Linked DNA regions of Triticum aestivum: region 2 is linked to region 1. Evidence: chromatin contacts called from public Hi-C data. All regions are on one chromosome and are shown on one strand. The core of a region is the stretch at or near the end of the contact, and the rest is flanking DNA. Distances in the headings are between cores, read along the strand shown. Region 1 holds the start of LOC123181843 (cytochrome P450 94A2). Region 2 has its middle 58 kb from the start of LOC123181844.

Region 1 (3,974 bases), core at 671-3,170:
GAAAAAATAGAGCAAAATGCAACGAACGCTACAACGAGCGAGCGAGCGCTACCAAACGGGTCTTGGACCCCGTGTTGTGTGCTCATGGTGCTTCTTCTTTAAAAATAAACCGTCAAAAGCTAATTCTGCCAGATTTTATCTTTTTTAAACGGAAATGTTCTGGTGACCGTTCGCCAAGGGGCTAACCGCAATGAACATTCTCCCTATCATTGCACGAGTCTCGGCGTAGAGCCGACGCCACGTATGATTGCTCGAGTGCTTTGCTGTCCAGCTGCTTCGGGCGAACGCCTGTTTTTTTTTTGAAAAACTCAGGAAGCGAGGTGCTCGAACCCGCGACCTGCCCTGCGCCACTGGGCTAAGAGGGCCTTTTATGAATATTTTGTGTTTAAAATGCCACATGTATTATTCAATCCTGAAAATCTTGAATTTTTTTCTTCTCGCATGACACTTTTATTTCTAATAGCATGACATTTTTTTAAAGAGGATGGCATTTTCGTTATTGAGAGATGGCATTTTTTATTTTTAATGACATGGCAGTTTCACTACTAAGAGCATGGCATTTTCTTTAACAATATGATGGATTTTTTTTTAATATTGAGAGATGACATTTTTATTTTTAGTGGCATGGCATTTTTATTACTAAGCACATGGCATTATTATTACAATAGGATGTGATTTTATCAATAATAGGATGGCATTTTATTTATTGAGAGGATGAAAAGAAAATGTTTGAGAGGATGGCATTTTTAAAATTTTTAATGGCATGACAGTTTTATTTTTTGGGGCGTATCTAGATAAAAAGTATTATATGGAGGATGGTAGTTTTATAAAGTAGCACGTCATTTTTTTCAAAGCATGACATTTTCTCAACTTATAAGTTTGTGCTATTTTTCATGGCATTTTCATCCCGAGGATGTCATTTTTTTATCTATACTAGAGGAGGCAGTTTTTAAGTTTAGCATGGCAAAAGGAAAATCTTGATCATTCAATTTTTTTTTAAGTTATAACATGGCAATTTAAAAATAACTTTAACTGGGCGTTTTGGGTCTGGGGTCGCGCTGGGCTCGCCTGCTGGCGAACGAGCGAAAACGGTCGCCGGGAGCTGCTCCTGGCGAACGATTCCTTCGTTGGTTCTCTCAAAAAGAAAAGATTCCTTCGATGGTGGTAGCTCCCCGGCCATCGAACGCTAGACATAAGGGTTCGTTTGAAAGAGAAAAAACTCGCAGGATTACCCTTTTTTTGGATAAAGGGCACTTTATTGAATCATAATGAAGCATACAATCATAATGAAGAAACGCTCGACCTCTGAATAGTTAAGATACATATAGCCAATATAAAAAAATAAAACTCACATCAGCAAAAAAAGCAAAGTTATAAAAGACGGAAGCTATGCCTTGGCAGAGAAGCAAGAAAAAAAATCCTGAAGCGATCAAACACCGATAGACGATATACAACAACGAGCATGGACACCAACTATCACTTGACAACATAACGATCACGAAAAGATTCTTCAAAAGCAACGTCTTCAAAGAAAGAACGACACACAAGCGCCACAATCGTCAGATCCAACCTTCAAAAGCCAGATCATGAGTTTTCACCCTCAAGTTCATGTCCAAGCAAACTTGAAACAATACCATCAATATGGTAACAACGCAAAATCTTCGCCGTTGCAAGGTATAACCAAGTAGGACCAAACCTGGGGTTTCACCCCGGAGCTCAAGACAACGTACTCTAGAAGCACCACTTGCCTCCATCCCAGCAGCAGCCCATCGTCGCACACACGATGAAATCTTTGATGAGGGAGGAATTTCCGAAGCACCGCCCGAGATATTTCAGCGCATCCCTTGTCACAGGCCATGCGTTTTTTTTTTGTTGAGAATTGTCACCGGCCATACTTTTTTTTTGAACTTACTGACAAGGTTTGATGTCGACTGGAAATTAACCTTAACCATGGTATTTAATTGCGTATTGTGCAATGCCGCGCAATCCGTCGCCATCTTACCCATTGGTGTGTACGTTGTTGTGTGTCCATTTTCCATTGCCGGGCGGCGAGAAAATAAAATAAAACAGTCGCACCATAAAAGAGGAAAATAGCGACGGGATGGACCGTGGACGTTCAACGGTCTTGGCGCGCGTAGCAGTAAAAGTAGCGACTGGATTCCCAGATCGCAAGTTCCATGAGCAGGGAGCAACCATGGAGATCTCGCATCTCGCGTACGTGCTCCTCTTCCTCTTCGCCGCCGTCGTACTTTATGTCCAGCGCCGCCGAGCTTCTCCGTCGAGAACGGCCAACTGTCCTCACCCGAACCCCGTCCTGGGCAACACCGTGGAGTTCATCCGCAACCGCGGGAGGTTCTTCGACTGGTACGCCGACATGCTGCGCGCGTCGCCGTCCAGCACCATCGAGGCGTGGGGGGCCCTGGGCGCCAGCCACGCCGTGACCACCGCCGACCCGGCCGCCGTCGACCACCTGCTGCGCGCCAGCTTCGCCAACTACAACCGCGGCGCGCAATTCCGCGCCGCGCAGTCCGACCTCATCGGCGACGGCCTCTTCGGCGCCGACGGCCGCCTCTGGATCCTCCAGCGCAAGCTGGCGTCGTACGCTTTCTCCTCCCGCTCGCTACGGCGTTTCACCGAGGACGTCCTCGCCGTACAACTCGGCCGTCGCTTCCTGCCGCTCCTCGATGCCGCCGCGGGGTCCGGTGAGGCCGTCGACCTGCAGGAGGCGCTGCGTCGGTTCGCGTTTGACAACATCTGCTACGTCGCCTTCGGCGTCGAGAGCTCCACGCTCCTCGAGTGGGGTGACCCCCGGCACCAGGCGCTCTTCGCGGCGTTCGATACGGCCGTCGAGATCTCCTTCATGAGGACGTTGACGGCGCCCACACCGGTGCGGAAGCTCACGAAGCTTCTCAACATCGGCAAGTCGCGCCGGCTCCGAGAAGCCGTCAGCGTCATAGACGACCACGCCATGTCCATCATCGAAGCCAAGGAGGTGAGCCAGAGAAACGGCCGCGATGAGGGCGATCCGGACCTGCTCTCCCGGTTCATGGCGGCCATGGACGAGGAGGACGGCGGCGGTGAACTCGCCGCCATGTTCCCCACGCCGGAGGCCAAACGCCGATTCCTGCGGGACGTGGTCGTCAGCTTCGTTCTCGCCGGCAAGGACACGACGACCTCGGCCCTGACGTGGTTCTTCTGGCTCCTCGCCGCGAACCCGCGGTGCGAGCGGCGCGTCCACGACGAGGTTTCGCGGTCGCCGGACGGCAACGTGAAAGGCATGCACTACCTGCACGCCGCGATCACCGAGGCGATGCGCCTGTACCCGCCGGTTCCCTTCAACGGGCGGGTAGCCGTCGCGGACGACGTCCTCCCGGACGGCACGGCGGTGCGCGCCGGCTGGTTCGCCAACTACTCGGCGTACGCGATGGGGCGGATGGAGAAGCTGTGGGGCGAGAACTTCCTGGAGTTCGCGCCGGAGCGCTGGCTCGGTGACAGCGGCGAGTTCGCGCCAGTGGACGCGGCGCGGTATCCGGTGTTCCACGCCGGGCCGCGTGCGTGCCTCGGGAAGGAGATGGCCTACATGCAGATGAAGACGGTCGCGTCAGCCGTCCTTCGGAGGTTCAGGTTGAACGTGGTGGCACCGACGGCCAGCATGGACTCGCCGCCGGCGTACGAGATGACCGGCACGATGAAGATTAAAGGCGGGCTTCAAGTGCAGCTCAGGATGAGTGATGCTAACAAGTCTTCGTTGGCCACATCGGCATCTGGACAAGAAGTGGACTAAACGTCATCCCCGCACATCAAATGCGACCAGTAATTACGGCTGGACTTCTGGGTTTGTCCTTAGTCAAACATATTTAAGTTTGATCAAATTTATGAAAAAATAAATTTCAACGTCTTATATTTAGGAATGGAGGTGGTAGGAGATTGAAGTAGGTCTTGGCATATAAACTTGAATTACTAGATGAATGCTC
Region 2 (3,974 bases), core at 392-2,891, 170 kb after region 1:
GAATCCTCGTATAAAATTAATGACATATGAGTTAAATGTGCAATAATTAAGGCACATCTTGATATGCTTTAGTGAAACTGAAAAAATTACACAACAAAATTCATTTTGATTATTTTGTACTAGGATGCAAGAGGTAATTGATTGCTTACATGAGCTATGAGGTTGAAACTTCGTTGGTTCCTCCTGCCGCTGACAATCTCCAATAACAACACACCAAGGCTGTAAACGTCCTGCATGAACGATACCAAGCCGTCCATGGCGTACTCCGGTGACATGTAGCCACTGCCAGCACGCCGTATGAAAAAACAACAATCAGAAAATTTGGCGAGGGTACACTCTTAAAGAAACAAAAAAACTACATTACTTGAACATTGCCGTGTTATACGCAAAGTTGTAGTCCTTACTATGTTCCAACAATCCTTTCTGTGACGGTCGAGTGCTGACTGTCGCCGATGCTGCTGAACAGCTTGGCGATTCCGAAATCGGATATCTTCGCCACCATGTCCCCGTCAAGGAGAACGTTTGCCGCCTTGAGGTCTCGGTGGATCATCGTGTGCCTCGAGTCCTGGTGAAGGTAGAGCAGCCCTCTAGCAACGCCTAGGATGATGTCCATCCTTTTCTTCCAACTCAAGCTGGTGCGCCTCCTTGGATCTGTTGGCGAATCCACAGAATTGAGTTTAGAAATGGTCACAACTGTTTTGCCGCAGTTAGGGTGAGTGACATGTACTAACCAAAAATGAAGGTGTCCAAGCTCTTATTGCTCATGTACTCGTAGACCAGTATCCTCTCAGAGCAGTGGATGCAGCAGCCGAGCAGGCGTACGAGGTTGCGGTGTTGCAGCTTGGCGATCAGGTCCACCTCGTTCTTGAACTCTTTCAGTCCTTGCACCCTGTTCTCCGCCGACAGCTTCTTCACCGCAACTTCTTGACCGTCTGGCATTTCACCCTGGTAAATTCAACTGGTAAGATTTTGGTCCTGACTAACTGATCATTACGAAATTTCTGTCATGATTGGTACGAGGAACACTAGTACTGCTACTATCCAGCTGTTGTTTATACGACCATAGGAAAATTCAGTCCTGATTTACATGGACTCTATGTAGTATTGCAATGTGTAAACTATCACCTTGTAAACGATGCCGAAGCCACCACGGCCGATCTCGTTTTTGGGGCAGAACCCACCGGTGGCGGCTCTAATGACTTCGAGATGGTACGTCGGGCATTCGCCTCTCAAGATGTCTTCAAACATGGTGGCTGCAAAACGGACAAGGCACATGAGCAATAGGATAGGACAGCAAGCAAAGTAGCAGTTTCAGATTCAGATTATCCTCTGAAAACACAGCGGGCTCTGACCTTCCTGGCCGCGCCGGATCCTTCTCCAGATCAGGAGGCCGATCGATAGCGCAAGCAATGCAACCCCTGTTGTCACCGCGGCGATGACCACCGCGAACTTCTTGGTCTTGGATGTCTCTGAAGAATGTCAGTGTCGAGCTGAGTTAATGCACGAAAATTGCACTCCTCAAATGAGTGTGTTAGCAAAGGTGCATCGATCATAAATGTTTGAGCTTGACATGTTTGTCCTGCTAGGCGATTTGACAAGGTCCTTGCATACAATACTATAGTTTGGTGCTACCTACTCCCTATGTAAACTAACATAAGATCATTTGGATCACCTTCGGAGTACTAGTGATTGGAAATATCATTCTCTGCATGGATTGAATTCAGCCGGGAGGTTCCCACATGAATTAATTTATGCCTCATGGGTGGTTGAAGTCAAGCTAAGGAACATGGTTTTTTTTTGTTTTTTTTTTCAAGAATACGACAAAGACGTACCATATTTTTATAGAAGGGAAAAAATATTTACAAGACGTGCGCCACGAATGCGAACAAACGTGTAGCACAGGTACAAACCAACACCCACACTTAACTAGAATCCTAGGCTAACTTCTCACGAATCGTTGGAGACCTCCTACACCCAGCCCGGCAGCCTTCCACTCGGCCACCTCATCTAGCAAGATCACGAACAGTTATTTTTTTTGTTTCATACGTACATGCAACTGGCTGATTTGAATAAGAAGAGAGAATTGCATATGTACTTACCTAGGTCAGACAATGCCAGCCTGACGAAGAGATCCTGCCCGCCGTCGACGAACCGCGTGTCCATCAGCTCGCCGAACCACTGTATGCACCCGGTGCCGGCCCCGCCTCCACGGATGTCCGACGCGGCGTACGCCGTGCAATTGCAGTTGGACAGGCACCTCCGGCCGCACTCCTCGAGCGAGGCGCCGGCGTCCACGCTGCTGCCGTGCGTCTCCGGCAGTTTCACGCCGCGCACAGCGTAGAACCCGTCGCTGTCGTCGCCGCCGCACCGTAACGGCGTTCTTCGGGCGCACCCGCCGGACGCGTCCCGCATGCGCCACTCCGCCGGCGACCTCTGCCGGAACCCGTGGACGCAGCCGCACACGATGGCGTCCGCCACGTTGCACACGCCGAACGCGCCGCACAGGCCGTAGCTGTCGCACTGGTCCCTCGGCCCAGACCAGAAGGTGTTCCACGCGCCCGTGGCGCGGTCCCAGACCATGCGCTGCATCACGCCGGACTCGTTCAGGACCACGCGGGACGGCGGCGAGCCGACGCGGTCGCGGTACCCGTAGGAGACCTCGTCGGCGGTGTCGGTGAACCGGAACTCGAACATGTCCTCGAAGGTGGTCATCTCCGGTATGCCGCTGAACCGCACGCCGTTCCAGGGCCCCGTCCGGTACGTCTTGCGCCCCTCCCTCCAGATGTGCAGCTCCGGCGAGCCGCTCGCGTCCATCTCGTAGCGGAAGTCGCCGGCGGACGGGTCGTCAGCGTCGCGCCACGACGAGAGGGACCACACGGCGCCGGTCCGGAGGTCCCTCCCGGTCCGCATCTCGGAGATGAACGTGTTGGTGGGGTGCTCGAAGCTCTGCCACACCACGGCGCCGGCCTCGCTCGCGAGCACGAGGTTGCCGTTGTCGTGGAGCTGCGCGACCGCAGCCGGCGCCGCGGCCGAGGAGTTGGACGACCAGACGGTCTCGTTGTCCCTCGCGGTGTCGAGGAGCACGAGGTCTCCTCCGCCGCTGAGCGTGAGTATGCCGGAGGACAGGGCGTCGAGCGGGCGGTCGCGGTTGGCGACCCAGACGACGGCGGGCGGGGAGACGGTGAACCATATGCCGAGGAACCACTTGGTGCCGTCGGCGACGGGGAAGAGGCCGAGCTGGAAGACGCCGCCGGGCGAGGCCAGCCTCCGTTCGCCGCCGATGGCCCCTTGCCGTGTCAACGAGCTGTTGGCGACGACGGCCGAGGCTGTGAGAAGCAGCACGGACAGCAATGGGAGGACGAGTCGGCGGTGGCTCTGGTTCATGATGATCTTGCGCCGGCTCAATATGGAAGTACGGGGAATGTTACCGTGAAGTCGGTGGATTTCTTCCCAAGTTCTATATACCGATGGCTGGTAGATGTACCGCACGCATGTCACGGAATGTTGTGGCGGACCGGTGGTAAACGAGTAAATTGCATGGAACCATCGTTTTAAAGTCTAGGTTAGCAAAAAAACACTAAGCTATATTTTTCTAGCAGAAAACATACGTTTTGTTGTAATCATTTTGCAAAAACTATTGATCGACGGATCTGGTTCTGTCAAGTGAGTTTATGACAGGTGTGCCCCGCCAGTCAGGCTGAGTGGCACCAATCTCTCACACCGTTACATCAAATCGTTTTGATGGATGTGGGACCCGCTTGTCAGCGAGACCCTCCCCCTCTCTCAAACCACCTACTCTCTTCGTCGTTTTATCGAGCAGATGCATGGATGCGTTGCCGAAGTTCGAGGTGCGGTCTCCGGTGACGCTAGAGCGGGCCGTGAGGACGTCCTTGGGCGCGGGTGGCAGGGGTGTGTTGTCGGACTTTGTCGGCGCGGGCTGGGGCGGGGGCGATGTCGTCTTCTTGCGGACCCTC

The links. A called contact is a pair of places that touch in the nucleus more often than the background predicts.
Region 2: a contact with region 1 is called in a Hi-C map of leaf, with 3 times the contacts expected there. The contact joins the enhancer-like site here to the promoter of LOC123181843 in region 1. A contact is called at or near these places in 3 of 5 Hi-C or Micro-C datasets (all in leaf).

What each region holds. Positions count from the first base shown.
Region 1 is chr1D:331,788,715-331,792,688 of IWGSC CS RefSeq v2.1, forward strand. LOC123181843 (cytochrome P450 94A2) reads left to right here and starts at 1,921. Exons shown (of 1, transcript XM_044594240.1): 1 at 1,921-3,974. The coding sequence starts at 2,102. The coding sequence ends at 3,784.
Region 2 is chr1D:331,956,185-331,960,158 of IWGSC CS RefSeq v2.1, forward strand. It overlaps the pseudogene LOC123169504. Among protein-coding and RNA genes, the nearest start is that of LOC123181844, 58 kb to the right of the region's middle. Within about 2 kb of position 1,642, at least 1 of the 8 cell types and tissues checked has an H3K27ac peak or open chromatin away from gene starts, as enhancers often do. A contact at or near this core is called in leaf, where this site is marked.